3 separate regions of the Oryctolagus cuniculus genome follow, and regions 1 and 3 are each linked to region 2. Evidence: chromatin contacts called from public Hi-C and Micro-C data. All regions are on one chromosome and are shown on one strand. The core of a region is the stretch at or near the end of the contact, and the rest is flanking DNA. Distances in the headings are between cores, read along the strand shown.

Region 1 (4,470 bases), core at 739-3,238, 99 kb after region 2:
GGGGTGTGTGTGTGTGTGTGTGTGGTGTGTGTGTCCCTGGGAGGCTCAGAGCAGCTGGCCCAAGCTCCAGCTTGCCTCCAATGGAAGCTCGAGTGCCCTCAGAAACGACCCTGGCCAATGTCACCGCAGAGCCGAGGCGGTGTTGTCAGGGCTAATGTGAAATCTCTTCCCGTGGCGCCGATCCTCTGACTGCAGCGCCAGCTTGGACAGATTGAGGTCTCTGTGGCTTTGGTGACCCTGCTTGAGCATTCCCACCGTGTCGGGCTCTGCTGTAGCACCGCCTCCCACTGCAGCCCCCACCAACCTGAGGTCCCAGGCGGGGGCGGGGTTCCAAGGCTGCAGGGGGTGGGGGAGGGGGTGCCTTTTGCTCCTGAGAAACACTGGGCTTCCTGGGAGGTCAGGCTTTGAACCTGGCTGGGGTCCAGCTGACCTGGGACCAGGTGTCGCACAGAAATGTGCCTCACTCTGTGCCTGCTGCCACGTTCACTTTAACAGTGCCTCGGTGAGGGCTAGGGAACAATTTTGTTATTGTATTAACGTTATTCAGCTAATTCACTTGAGAAACTAACCAATTTTTACTTTCTGTCTAGAATGATGTACATGTAGGAGAGTAAGCCGTAATGCTCCCAAAGTGCCTTGTTTTCTCTGATATAAATATATTTATAAGGACATATTCCAGTGGGTTCCTGGGTGTGTTTGCCACGGTGAGATTTTAGGGAGTGAGTGAGTATGGAGTGGGATACAGTTTGCCAGCAGGCCCCTCCTCCTGAGCACAGACAGGAGTGATCTGCGTAGTAGGGCAAAGCTAGACCCTGACGCAACCCTTGCCTCTTCTGCCTGGTTTGTAGACCCTTAGAAGGACGGCCAGTTTTTTGGTCTCATTCGCTTCCTGCCAGGCTCACGTGTGTACCACATTTGTGCCCTGGTGACCTGCAGGTTCCGTGTAACCATTTTATGTATACACATGAGTCCTGAAATGCCAATGTTTAAAATCATCTGATAAAGTCTTTGTAGCCACTCAGTCACCCCTGGTGTGTGTGAGTTGTTTTCATGGGCTAAGAGATTAGGAGGAGCAACTGGAAGGGGGGTGGTGGGAGGGGGCTGTGTCAAGAGGGCTTCCTGGGTGGGTGGGCACAAGAGGTAGGAGGCCAGGATAAAGACCCCGCACTGGAGGCGGAGCGGGCTGGAAACCATTTTGGTCTGGGAGGAGACCAAGGCTGGGGAACCTGTCAGCCCAGGCCCCCCACCCGAGGAAGAGGGGTTGCAGGGCTGGGGAGGCAGGCCGCTGGCAACTCCTGCGCCGTGAAAGGAGCGCTGGCTGAATGCTGATGCTGCCTCCCAACATCTGGCCGGCATCTTGTCTGCCTCTCAGACCCAGGCAACTTACCTTAAATAGAGCGATTTACAATGGAATCCGATAAAAGGTTTAGGCTGCTGCACGCCCCTCTCCTGCCTGAGGAAGGCGAGGGGGCTGGGTTTAGATTCTGACCCAAAAAAATGACCTACCCAGGAAGCAACGGTTGTTCCCAGCACAGCTGCTGCGGGTAACTGTCCCTGGGGGTAATTTATGAGCAGACACCCAGTTCCGGGCCCCGCAGAGGCAGTGGGGTGGCCCCCGGGAGGGGCGGGAGCAGGGTTGGTGACTCCGCGGGTCACGCCTGCTGTTGAGAGAGAGTCACCCACTGGCGTCCCAGGAGAGGGGGCCGAAGTTCTGAATTGTCAGCAAGTGCTGCGCCAGCCGCTCTGAGCTCATCGCGGGAGCCGGGGGTGCCGGGGAGGGGGGCGCGAGCCGCTCGCCCTGCAGCCCCTCCGCTCCACCCTCCTGCTCGGGCCTGTGTTTAGTCAGCACTTGGCTGCCCGAGGCCGGTGACTGACAAGCAGCCAGACGCCCGCCCTGGCAGAAGACAAAATGGTGGTGTCGGGAGCCGCCCTTGCTGGGGAGTCGGAGGGAAGGAATGTGGTTCTGGGAAGCCAGAGAGGCCTGAGCTTGAGTTCTGGCTCCGCCATCCGGGAGCTGTGGCCCTGTGCAGGGCCCTTCACCTCTTTGGGCTGATCCTGAGGAGATGAGCACTTAGTGAGCGCCCGCTGAAGACCGCACGTGCCTTACTTCCGTCCTGAGAGGCAAGGGTTCCCCGTCTTAGGCCTGAGGAAAGCAGGCTCGCACAGGGGAGGTGAGGTGCCCGGTGCCCGAGAGCGTGCAGCTGGCCGGCGCGGAGCCGTGGGTCGGACCCGGGTCTCCAGCCGGGGCTTGCGCGCTGTCCCCCTGGGCGGGTTTAACAGCTCGGTGGATCTGCCTCCAGAATCGTGCCCTTCTGTGTTGGAGGGGGCGTGTGAAAGGTTTCAGTTCTCGTGACCCCCACCACGGGTGCCCGGCTCTGCAGGTGCAGTAACAGGTGACGCTTCTTTCCGTTCACTTTGAAATCAGCGAGCTCCACGGAGAGCAGCCTAGACTTCAGGGCGGCAAGCACCCTGCACCCTCAGCTACCTGAGAGCAAAATGGGTCCCCTAGGCACGGGCTGGGCCTCGGTGCACCCCACACGCGTGTCTGCGGAGAAGACGCACCTATCAGTGGGAGCACAGAGCACCCAGGCCGAGGGACACAAGCACACGTGGTGCATGGCCCCTGCCCCTGTGCGGATCGGGACCGAAGGCAGCCTGCAGTCAAAGGAACACACGCAATCCTCAGAGCCACCCTCCCTGCTCGCTGCCTCTGCCTGTTCCTCACTGCCCCCTCCTGGCCGTCTGGTGGCCAGGGCAACCTGGTAGCCTTTTCTGGAAGTTCTGCTCTGGGGTGTTGTCCCCTAGCTCCCTCCTAGATTGGGAGGGGAGCAACAGGTTCAGGTGCTCCCCCTGGACAGCCCTCAGCAACCAGGGATGTGGGTGTCTAGAGGGTGTTCTTGAAGCTTGAGGACAAAAATAAGCCTGTGACAGCCAAAGGAGCTGGTCATGGTAGGATCGTCAGTCCCTGATGACAGCAGGGCCACTAGTAGTGGGGACGGGGGTCCTTCCCGGACCCCTCCCACTGCAGCCAGCAGCCAGCTCGCGCCTGCGCCCGCGCATGCCCACTCCACAGGCACACGTGGTAGACTCAGAGTAGACTTCCGGCTGAGAAGTCAGGGCAAGTCTTCAGCTCCCGCGTCACTGATGCCTCTCTGGGCCTCAGCTTCCTCAGGCCACTCCAACAAGGAGCTGACCATGGTGACGGCGTCTGCCATCTTGGGAACTGGGGCCCCTCCCAGGTACGCGTGCCTGAGTGAGGCAGATCTGTTCAACACAACCCCATTGGCTCCTCGGGGCCGCCTTGGAGGGATTACCGACTCAGTACCTTTTATTTCCATTTTACAGTGAGGAAATACACAGAGAGGTGCAGTAATTTGCCTAAGTCACACAGTAAGCTGACAGCAAACGTGAAAATAGAAACCCCTATTCTTCCAGTGCTTCAGGCTGCCCCAAAGAGAGTGGAGCACCCCAAGGGCCTGGGCCCAGAGCCTCTGGGGCTGGAAGTGCAGTGGCTCAAGCCAGAGGCTCTGCCCTTCTGTCTGGGAGCCCTGACAAGGTCCCTATAGCTGCCGGAAGGCTCGCAGGGGGTCCCAGAGGAGATCCCAGGCTTAGGTGTGCGGCGCGGGGGCTGGGGAAAGGCAACCTCGGCCTGGTGGAGCCCGCCTCTTGCCATCCCCAAGGCAGGGGCCGGCGGAAGGAGGTCTTCCCTAGCCTGTGGCCACTCGGTGTGCATGTACACGCATAGGAGTGGTGTGTGCACGGCACTGACGCCACTGTATGCAGGTGTGTGCATGCCTACCAGCATGAACAGGGGAGCCCTCACAGGCATTTTTGTGACATGGACTGGTATGCATGCCCGTGACGGCACTAGTGTGGCTGCTGGGGGTGTGTGCTCCTGGGTGTATGCACACGGCGTCTGCCTGTCAAGTGGGTTGTGCTCACACGCACACTCGCTCTGTTCTGAGTGTACTTTGCAGGTGCAAATATTCACCCCCATTGGTGTCCCGGTGGTGTGGAATGTGTGTACACGCAGTGCCGGTGGGTGTGTGTGTGCAGGGATGGCTTCCTGAGACTATACACATAGGCGTCATAGAGGAGCCCTCCCAAGAGTGCAGGACGTCACTGTTCCCTGGCCTTGGGATAGGGGCTGCCCCACCCAGCTCCAGCCATCACTGAGCTCGCCCCCCACACGCACACTATTCCCCAGACCCACCCTGCCTGGCCAATTTGCAGCCTCTTGCTCCCAGCTCCAGAGCAGGCCTGCAGCAAAGTCAAGGGGCTGGAGGCCAATTAGCGAGGGGGTTAATCAGGGATCTGGGGACCCCTGGGGCTTGGGAAGCTGAAGGCAGGCACCAGGGTGAGCAGGAGGTGCCTGTCATGAGACTGGGGGAGGGGAGTGCCTCTACCCTCCCCCCCACCATGGAGCTAGAAGCCAAGGTGGGCAGGCGGATGCGAGAGCGCTGAGCTGCT
Region 2 (4,684 bases), core at 1,289-3,788:
GGTCACTCTGACCCTAAAGCCGCTGCCTTCTGCGCAGCCGCCTCCCAGCCCCTGGCAGCCGCAGCTAGGATTTAAATAGCCGTTCGTTGTCAGGCCACATATCCCAAACTGAGCCCGGAGGACACCAACGCAGACGGCACAGAGGCTCTGGGACACCACCCATTTGGCTGTCTCTACCCTTCTAGCATCTTGGGCTGCTCCCCCTCCCATTCCCTTCTTGGCCTCCTTCCTTTCCAGGGAGGGAAAAGGACTTGGAATTGCAGCCAAGACAGCCCTTCTGGGAAAAACAGTCCTGCGGTGAACGGAGCCCTGTTCTGACAGCAGAGACCTGGCGCGGAGGCTGCCCCGCCTAGGGCCCACAGTGGTGTCGCTGCCTCTCCTGGAGCGCTGTGTCCTGTCCTCAGCCACCATTCTTCACTCTTGATCCCTAAGATCCCAGAAACAGCTCGGACACACCCCTAAAGTCACTTTTCCTCAGGAACCTTGGTGACTAACCCTAGCCTGGGGGTTGCCTGTGCCCCGTGACTGGAGAGATGAGGGACTGGTCTGGCTCCCTTAAGATCTTTCCTGGAATGGGAAGGGGATGGGGCGGGGCCTGAGGGGCAGAAATGCAGGAATGGAAGGCCAAAGACAGGAGGGCACTCACCTCAAAATAAGTGTTCATGGTAAAATGAATTAAAAGGTAAGTTTATTTTGGTGCAGAATATATATAGTTTTTTCTTTTTTTGTTTGTTTATTTTAAGATTTAAGATTTAAGGTTTATTTTATTTAGGGGCTGGTGTTGTGGCACAGCACGTTAAAGCCCTGGCCTTCAGAGACAGTATCTCATACGGTGCCCGTTGGAGCTGCTCCACTTCCGATCCAGCTCCCTGCTAATGTGTCTGGGAAAGCAGTAAAGGACGGCCCAAGTCCTTGGGTCCCTGCACCCATGTGGGAGACCCAGAAGAAGCTCCTGGCTCAGGCTCAGCTTTGGCCATTGCGGCCATTTGGAGAGTGCAGGAGCAGATGGAAGACCTTGCTCTCTCTCTCTCTCTACTTCTCTCTGTAACTGCCTTTCAAATAAATAAAATAAAGTAAAAATAAATATTTTTTATAAAAAAATATTTAGGGGGCCAGCACTGTGGCATAGCAGTTGCCTGCAGTGCCGTCATCCCATATAGATGCTGGTTCGAGACCCGGCTGCTTCACTTCTGATCCAGCTCTCTGCTATGGCCTGGGAAGGCAGTGGAAGATGGCCCAAGTCCTTGGGCCCCTGCACCCACATGGAAAATCTGGATCGGCCCAGCTCTGGCCGTTGCGGCCATTTGGAGTGTGAACCAGCGGATGGAAGACCTCTCTCTGCCTCTGCCTTTGCCTCTCTGTAACTCTGTCTTTCAAATAAAAAGTTACAGAGAGGGAGAGACAGATCTTCCATCCCCTGGTTCTCTCCCCAGACGGTTGCAACAGCCAGGAATGAGCCAGGCCGAAGCCAGAAGCCAGAAGCCAGAAGCTTCTTCTAGGCCTCCCACGTGGGTGCAGGGGCCCAAGCGCTTGGACCAACTCCTGCTGCTTTCCCAGGCACGTTAGCCGGGAGCTGGATCAAAGTGAAGCAGCCAGGATTGGAACTAGCGGCCACACTGGATGAAGGTGTTGCAGGCAGCAGCTTAACCCGCCAGGCCACAGCGTCGGCCCCAAGTGTTTTTCATAATACATATCTCCCACTCCCTTTTTGAAGACCCTTCCTACAGGTTTGAACTCCATGGCTGGGTGAATCATTCAATACCCAGGAGACAATACCGTTTTCTCTTCTGCAAGATGAGGACATGTGCCTTACAGGGTTGCTGTAGAGAACTAAGGGAGATCTTTGGGCTCACATTATCCAGCCGCAGCCTTTTGGGGATCGACAAGACGTCCACAGGCTCACTCATGCGTGAATTCTCAACAACCAGCCCAGGATGTGAGGCAGACACAAGGCGCCTATTTTACAGAAGGACAAACTGAGACTCAGATGGGTTGCGAGAGTCTGAGCTGCTCGTTGCACTGGGTTCCAGCTCCTCTGACCTAGGCCTTTGACAACCAGCTCCCAGCCCCGGCTGGGCCCTCGCCCCGGGTGGGGTACTTCAGCGCGCGGACTGGAACCTGTGACTCACTCTCCCCACCCTACTTACTTCCCGCCCGGTTCAAGACTAAAGGGACAAAACTATCTGCAACTTGAGGGGTGATCCCATGAAGTTCACGGGCTTGGTCCCTTCCTTCCACCAACTATACAGCTTCTTTGAACCCTAATGAGACGAATTCGTCTTTTAACACACTTCAGACTTTCTTGGGTGGGATTTTTCTACTCCGAATTTAGGAGCTGATTTGCCTTAGTCTCCACCCCCACTTCACTTGGTCTGCGCCCCGCTGTTTACTCTGATTGCGGAAGTCGCTCGGGTGGAGCTCCCGGGACAGTACCCTTGGGTACGTCTTTTGCGTAGTTATTTAACTGGCATTCCACTCAGGCCAATGGAATGCCTGGAAGTGCCCGGTGGGTGGGGCAGGGAACCAATCAGGACGGTTGGCGGGGTGTGTCTGCGTCCCGGGGCGGGGAATCGCGTAATGGCGGACTCGGGCCGGGCGAGCGCGGCTGGGGGCGTAGCGCGTTGAGGGGGGTCCGGCTGTGTGGCAGCCCGCGAGGCGGTCCGCGGGGCCACACCCCGTGCGGAGACGGGGCGGCCGGCCGGCCCTTCTTGTCGCTGAGGGCGACCGCGCGAGGCCAGGTGAGCAACAAGTCCCCCTTGGGCGGGCCCCGCGGTGAGGCGCGGGCCCCCGCCGGGCCGCCCCTCTCGCGCCGCGCCGGGTCCCGGGGGAGAGGGTGCCGCGCCTCCTGCTGCGGCGGAGGCCGGGCGAGCGGTCAGCGCGGGGTGGCGTCTTAGTCCATCCCAGCTCAGGGGGTGACCCGGAGTCCCCTCGGAGACTTGGAGGGACCCCCAAGTGTGAGAGGCCGCGCAAGTGCCCCGACGTGACTCGGCTCTGCCTCCAACTCTCTGTCGGTGTGATCTTGAGCAAGTCACTTCCTTCTCTGGGCCTCGGTTTCCCCGTTTGTAAAATGAGAGTTTTGTCAGCGGACGCACGAGAGTTGGGTGGCAGCTCTTGGCCGAGGGCTTGGGCAAGTTCTTCCCCAGGCCCAGCCTCAGTTTCCTTGTCCGGCGCGCTGGGCTGCCAGGTGGAGGACCGGACAGGGACCGAGTGTGTGTGGTTGACAGCATGGAGGCGAGGCGGCCGGAGGGACAGTTTTGTAGGGCTGTCCAAACAATCAGGGAAGAGAAGGGCATCTTTGGGGCCTTTTGGGGGCTGGGATTGGAATGGAGCCCCCGAAGGCAGCAGAGTTTAGAGGAGGGACATTTATGGCTTCCTGCTACGTGCCAGCCTCTGGTCCTTGTTTTTTGCAGCTACCTTTGAGAAGTTAACACATAGGAAACTGAGTTTCAGAGGAGTGAAGTTTCTTCTCCAGGGTCACCCAGTAAAGAGCAGAACTTGCCAGCAGCGTTAAGGGCGAGGACTAAGTCGCTGCTCACTTAAAAGGCGGCAGTAGGGAAGTCTGCTTTGTCACAGATGGGGGAGGGGGCTGGCCCAGACACGCGCGGGGTCGTGGTGTCTGCACACGTCCAGGTCGAAAGGACCGTTTCTGAGCTGAAAAAGTCACTCTGGAGCCAGGACGCCAGGGAGCTCCGTGGCATCCCGGGGCCGTGGCCTCCAGAGGAAAGTTCACCACGCGTTGGTGAAGAGGCTTGACCTGTGACTCAGGGTGCTGCCGGCCCAGTGGCTTTTTCCTCCTCCCGAGGAAGGCTGGGTTTTCCTGCGATGAGAGGAATTTCCCATTTCTTAGTTCACATTTCTTTGGATTCCTTGGGGTGAAATGTTCAGTAGCCTGCTTCTGATTAAACTTCACGTTCTTTTCTTCGTGTTCCTGTTACCTGAGTTCTAGATGAGTGAAGATTGTAGATTTGGGGTAGGAGGTCATTGGTTACTATAAATTGCAGCCTTTAATTTTTCCAAACCTCAGAGCTTTTGGTTCATCACAATGGTGGGACTGGCTGTGGGTATTGTTCTCATGTGTCAATGGTGGAGAAGAAAATTGGAAGAGGAAGTTGCTGAGAAAGAGGGCGTCTCTTAGCAGTGGAGCCAATATGTATTTCTTTGTTTGAAATTCTAAAACCAGAAAAGCAACAACTAGAGGAGGAAGGAAGGAAAGAACTGTGAAACTCTTCTTCCTGTTCAGATATCTGTAAGAGCTGTCCCCGTCTCTATCTGTGTCCAAGGCTCTACTTTCACAGAAAAGCCAGTTGTAACTCGCTAGACATTCGGAAATTGGCTTCTAGAATGAAATAACTTTAAATCCTAAACCCCTCAGATGAATTTTTGCAAGATTAGAACATTTTCATTGAGCAGCGTATTTATCAATGGGTAATTCTTTTTCTCAACACGATTAGTAGGCCAATCTTTGGCTGTCCTTTAGCTGTGATTTACATCAGTGGATTTCAACACAAGAGGAATTGATTTAGATAATACAGGATGCAAATGTCACCATCACTTGAAAAACATATAATGAGGTTTTCAGTTTTTGACATTTGTTAAAATTTTTTTAGTACTTTATTTTCCAGGAGTGTGTGTGTGTGTGTGTGTGTGTGTGTATGTGTGTGAGTGAGTGTGAGAGAGAGAGAAT
Region 3 (4,551 bases), core at 1,110-3,609, 83 kb after region 2:
CATGGTGAAATATAGTTGTCTGCGTTTTACAGGTAAGGAAACTAAGTCTGAGAGATTGTGACTTGCTGAGTACACAGGACTAAATAGAAAGCTGAAACTTAACCCAGATTTTCTGCCGCGATGTCTGCTGCTCTTTCCATGTCTTGTAGTGTCCTTTGAGTCTGCCTGACGTGAGGTGACAGTGGGGTAGCCTTCACAACACCTCATTCCCTCTTCCCTCTTCAACAGGAGAGCTCATTGTTACCCCAGTTTAGGGTGCTTTGTAAGATTTTATCTGGAAAACGGCTGTGCTACCCCAAGCCACAACTCCTACTGTCATTGCCCTCTTGGCTGAGGAGCAGAAAACCCTGGTACTCTCTTGGTGACCGAGGGGTAAATTGGTGCAGGCTTTCTTTTCCTTCAGAACAGATGGATATTTTTGAACCTGGTTTATTTTCCACGAATAATGTTGCACCTTTCTCTGCTTTAGCCTTCCAAACACAATTTTCCATTGCCAGGATGAGCATGATGCAGTGTGGTTTTATAGGATCTTAGCCATATTATGGACCGGGATCAGACAGGTCCTCCAACCTGCAGAGTAGAGATGAGGCTCCAGTGTGAGACCTTCGAGCAGAGCAGGGAGCTTCCGTATTGTTCAGATAACAGAACCATTCAGTATGTGGGACTTGCTCCTTCCTGATTAGAAGCCCTTATTGACTTTCATTTACCAGCAAATCAAACTATGCAGCTGATTGGTCTTCTTTCTCTCCATGTTATACTAGAAGGTGAGCTTCAGCCACACTACAGGTTCTGTTTCGACTTCTCAGACGAATTCTTCCCCTTGAGATGAGGACTTAGGCCTAAATGTAGCTTAGAAGCTAAAAATCAGAGCCTGCTTATGTGGGTCCCAGAAAAGTTATCTTTTGGTTGGGCCAGGTTGCTTATGCCTGCCTTCACCTTGCAAATCAAAGCTCAGATGGTGTCTTTATTCCTATGCAGCGCTTTTCATTCCTAGGAAGAATATGCCTTGTGGCTTGGAATGACAATATGGAGGTAGTGTCAAATTGCTGTTATGTTTCTTTGGCTGCAAATTCTCCTTGCATTCCAGGGTTGAAAGCACAGAACTCTTTTCTTTTTGTAAAAAACAAGACATTGTGGAAAGAGACCGCTGGTATGTTGTTTTTCAGGGAGGGCTTGAAATTTTCAGCTTTTCACTTATTCCCTAAGATGTAGATTTGAAGGGTTGCAACCCAGAACAAAGACTTTGAAAGTTGTAGGTTATAAAAGATAAAGTAACCTTTCACCCCTTCAGAGAAGTTACACATCTCTGCTTGTGGATTGTTGATAAATTCAAGGGCCCTGGAAGATACCATGACTCATCACGCTTGTTCATTGCATTTTTGTGGCTCCATTGAGGAGGATATTTCTTATCATATTAATTGTAGGCACCCAGAAGGTCCTCTTAACTCCCAGTCTGTTTTCCAGAACCATTTTACCAGGTGATTTTATAGAAAAGCAAGGGGCTAGGGCTGTAAGCAAATATGTCTGCTCTTCCAACATCAATTTTTTGCATTACACCTTTCAGTTTTATTCAGCCTGTTTCAAGTTTCATGACTGTCCAGTTATCCAGGAAGGCTGTGCTCTCTACAGACTGCCGAAGCTAAGGAGAAAGTATCTTTATCTCTCAGAGCAAGCAGATTCTTCGAGTGTGGCACTTCCCTTCGGGGGGGTGCGGGACAGTGTATGGGGATGGGTCGTGCCGGCCTTGGTAGCCAGTTTCCTGACCATTTTTGTCACTTCTGTGCACTGGTGACTTGGTTTCTTTGCTTTTTGCAGGTAAATATGCAGAGGACATTTTTGGAGAGCTCTTTACTCAGGCAAAAACCTTTGCCTCTCGGGTAAGCTCCCTTGCTGAGAGGGTTGACCGACTACAAGTTAAAGTCACTCAGCTGGATCCCAAGGAAGAAGAAGGTAAGGAAGCTGAGCTCAGCATTTGCAGGCTCTGCTGAGCAGTTTCTTCGAATTTTTCCCCCTAATTTATAAAAAAGCAAGGGGAAAAAAATCACAGAAACCTATGGAGTTCTGCTCTGAAATGACAAGCCTGGGTGGCGTAAAGAAACCTTTTAAGTTCTGCCTCACCCCCACACACTCTCTTTCTCCCAATCCCCCAGTTCCCCAGCGCTCAAATTTCCCTTCTCTCAATTGTATTTTGCTACCATAAAAGTACTTGGAAGATTCCTTCCTCCTAGGAGAGGCCTGGTCTATCTGGCCACATAGTAAACCTTTGTGTTGCCTCATTTTGTTCAGTCGTGAAATGGCTGGGCTGCTGACAGCCTTGTGGGGCTTCCCCAGAGGGGAAGGAAAAAAAAAAAAACCTGGCTGCAGACAGCCGCAGCCAAGAAATGCAGCAGCTGAGGCCTCTCCGACTGGGGTGACTCAGTGTTTGCTCAGACAGCCTGTCGTCCATTTTCTAACGCCTTCCCTCTCCTCTCAGTGTCGCTGCAAGGAATCAACACCCGAAAGGCCTTCCGAAGCTCCACCATTCAGGACCAGAAGCTCTTTGACAGAAACTCTCTCCCAGTGCCTGTCTTGGAAACATATAATACCTGTGATACTCCTCCCCCTCTCAACAATCTTACCCCATACAGGTAACGGCTGGCTGGCTCCTTCCTTTTTCCAGCCTGAACCACAAACAGCACTAGGCTCTTTTATCTGAAGATGTTGTTTACATCAGAAGAGTCTATCAAAAAGCTTACTCCCCATCCCAGAGTGGCTTGTGGCAACAGAAGCTACAGTTTACCCTGTGAACAGTTGTCATTTATTATTGTTTGGTTTCTGAAATTCATAGTGAATATAATATATATTGAAAGTTTGCTGTAACATTGCATCCTGCAGAGTTTAATTTGGTATAAACCAGGTCCATCTTGGATTCCATCCAAGGAATTTAGTTATTATAGAACCAAAAAGGACTTTTGTTATAAAGGCGGTCCTACAACGTGGATCCCAGGGGCAGCATGCTAGCAAGGCTCCCACTGACTTGGAAACCACTAGGTTACCAGATGTTTGGGCGTGTTAGTGGGGCCTGCCGCATGCGCTGGCTGCTCTGGCCCAGAGAGGTCCTTCCAAAGCTTAAGGAGCAATTGGCTTTCTTCCAGAGGAGTTTCGTTCACTGTGTTTTGAACATCCTTTTGACATTTCCTTCTGAAAAGGCCTGCCTTGCTGTGACTGGTCTTGAAAAAGAAGGTTGCCTTATAGATGACTTAAAGCCCCTCCCCTCTGGTGGTTTGGTAGTGTTGTCATTCTGCAAAAAAAAAAAAAACACACACACAAACACACACACACACACACAAACACTGGAGAGGGTCAGAAGGTGAATGTTTATTTTGCTTGCATTCATAAATATCTTTGGAACAGGTAAGAAGTAATTACAGGTAACAGATAGCTGGAGGCAGATGTCTGCTATCAGGCATGGCTACACCGAAGAGCAGAAATGTGTGTGGTGTATCCCTGTGAAATTCAGGGATGCCAGCCTGATTTAGGGGGCCTGGAAGCTTCTCACATATATGGCAACTCCCCATTTTGTTTGCCCTTAGCTTTCCAAGGGACCAGCTAGCAGAGCAGGACAGTTTGGACTCTGCAGCCTCCATCATTTATTTAGTCCAGCTGACTCAGGGACACGGTTTTGAGACAGGATGGGATCACACAGCTGATGTGTTGCATAGGATGGAATAAACAAATGACATGAAGAGAATTTTGTCAGTTAATGGCATTTTCCTTTGTAACATACAATAGCAGAATTAGCGTCTCTTCTTAGGTATCTGGAGTTGGCTTAACAGAAGCAAGAAAGCAGTGGTGTATCTCCTTCAGAACAAGAGTTACTGTAAAGTCTTACAGTTTAAAAAAAAGATTTATTTATTTATTTGAAGATCAGCGTTACACAGAGAGAGAGAGAGAGGAAAGGCAGAGAGAGAGAGAGAGAGGTCTTCCATCCACTGGTTTACTCCCCAGTTGGCCGCAATGGCTGGAGCTGCACTGATCTGAAGCCAGGTGTCAGGAGCTTCTTCCAGGTCTCCCATGTGGGTGCAGGGGCCCAAAGACTTGGGCCATCTTCTACTGCTTTCCCAGGCCATAGCAGAGAGCCGGATTGGAAGTGGAACAGCTGGGACCGAACCAGAGCCCATATGGGATGCTGGCACTGCAGGCAGCAGATTTACCTGCTACACCACACCACCAGCCCCAGAATAATATTAAAATAAGTGTTCCCCCCGAAGGCCATGCTTTCTGGACAGTGGGATTCCAACCAGGGTCGTTGGGTTTGGCCACTAGTTTATAATGACTCACAGTGCACTCTGTATTACTTTTGTAGCTACTAAAGATAGTGAGTGATAAGTCTTAGGTTCTTAAAACAGCTGACCATCTGTTCTCACCAGGGCCCCCTTGTGGTTGGGGGTATGGATGCTGTGCTGTGCTAAGAGGGAACAAGAAGGTGAGGTGCTGTGGTTATCTGTGTGCAGAGGAGTAACAGCAAGCACATGTGCACAGTTATGTATGTCTGAGGTGTGTGTGTGTGTG

The links. A called contact is a pair of places that touch in the nucleus more often than the background predicts.
Region 1: a contact with region 2 is called in a Micro-C map of ear pinna, with 4 times the contacts expected there. The contact joins the enhancer-like site here to the promoter of WASF2 in region 2. A contact is called at or near these places in 2 of 6 Hi-C or Micro-C datasets (ear pinna and skin fibroblasts).
Region 3: a Hi-C map of psoas muscle shows a contact between it and region 2, with 5 times the contacts expected there. The contact joins the enhancer-like site here to the promoter of WASF2 in region 2. A contact is called at or near these places in 2 of 6 Hi-C or Micro-C datasets (psoas muscle and skin fibroblasts).

Annotation. Positions count from the first base shown.
Region 1 is chr7:144,169,988-144,174,457 of mOryCun1.1, forward strand. No RefSeq gene overlaps it. Among named protein-coding and RNA genes, the nearest start is that of GPR3, 13 kb to the right of the region's middle. Within about 2 kb of position 1,989, at least 2 of the 8 cell types and tissues checked have an H3K27ac peak or open chromatin away from gene starts, as enhancers often do. A contact at or near this core is called in ear pinna, where this site is marked.
Region 2 is chr7:144,070,452-144,075,135 of mOryCun1.1, forward strand. It overlaps WASF2 (WASP family member 2), which reads left to right and starts at 2,539. Exons shown (of 9, transcript XM_002716090.5): 1 at 2,539-2,738.
Region 3 is chr7:144,153,467-144,158,017 of mOryCun1.1, forward strand. It overlaps WASF2 (WASP family member 2), which reads left to right. Exons shown (of 9, transcript XM_002716090.5): 3 at 1,816-1,950; 4 at 2,474-2,627. Among named protein-coding and RNA genes, the nearest start is that of GPR3, 29 kb to the right of the region's middle. Within about 2 kb of position 2,360, at least 5 of the 8 cell types and tissues checked have an H3K27ac peak or open chromatin away from gene starts, as enhancers often do.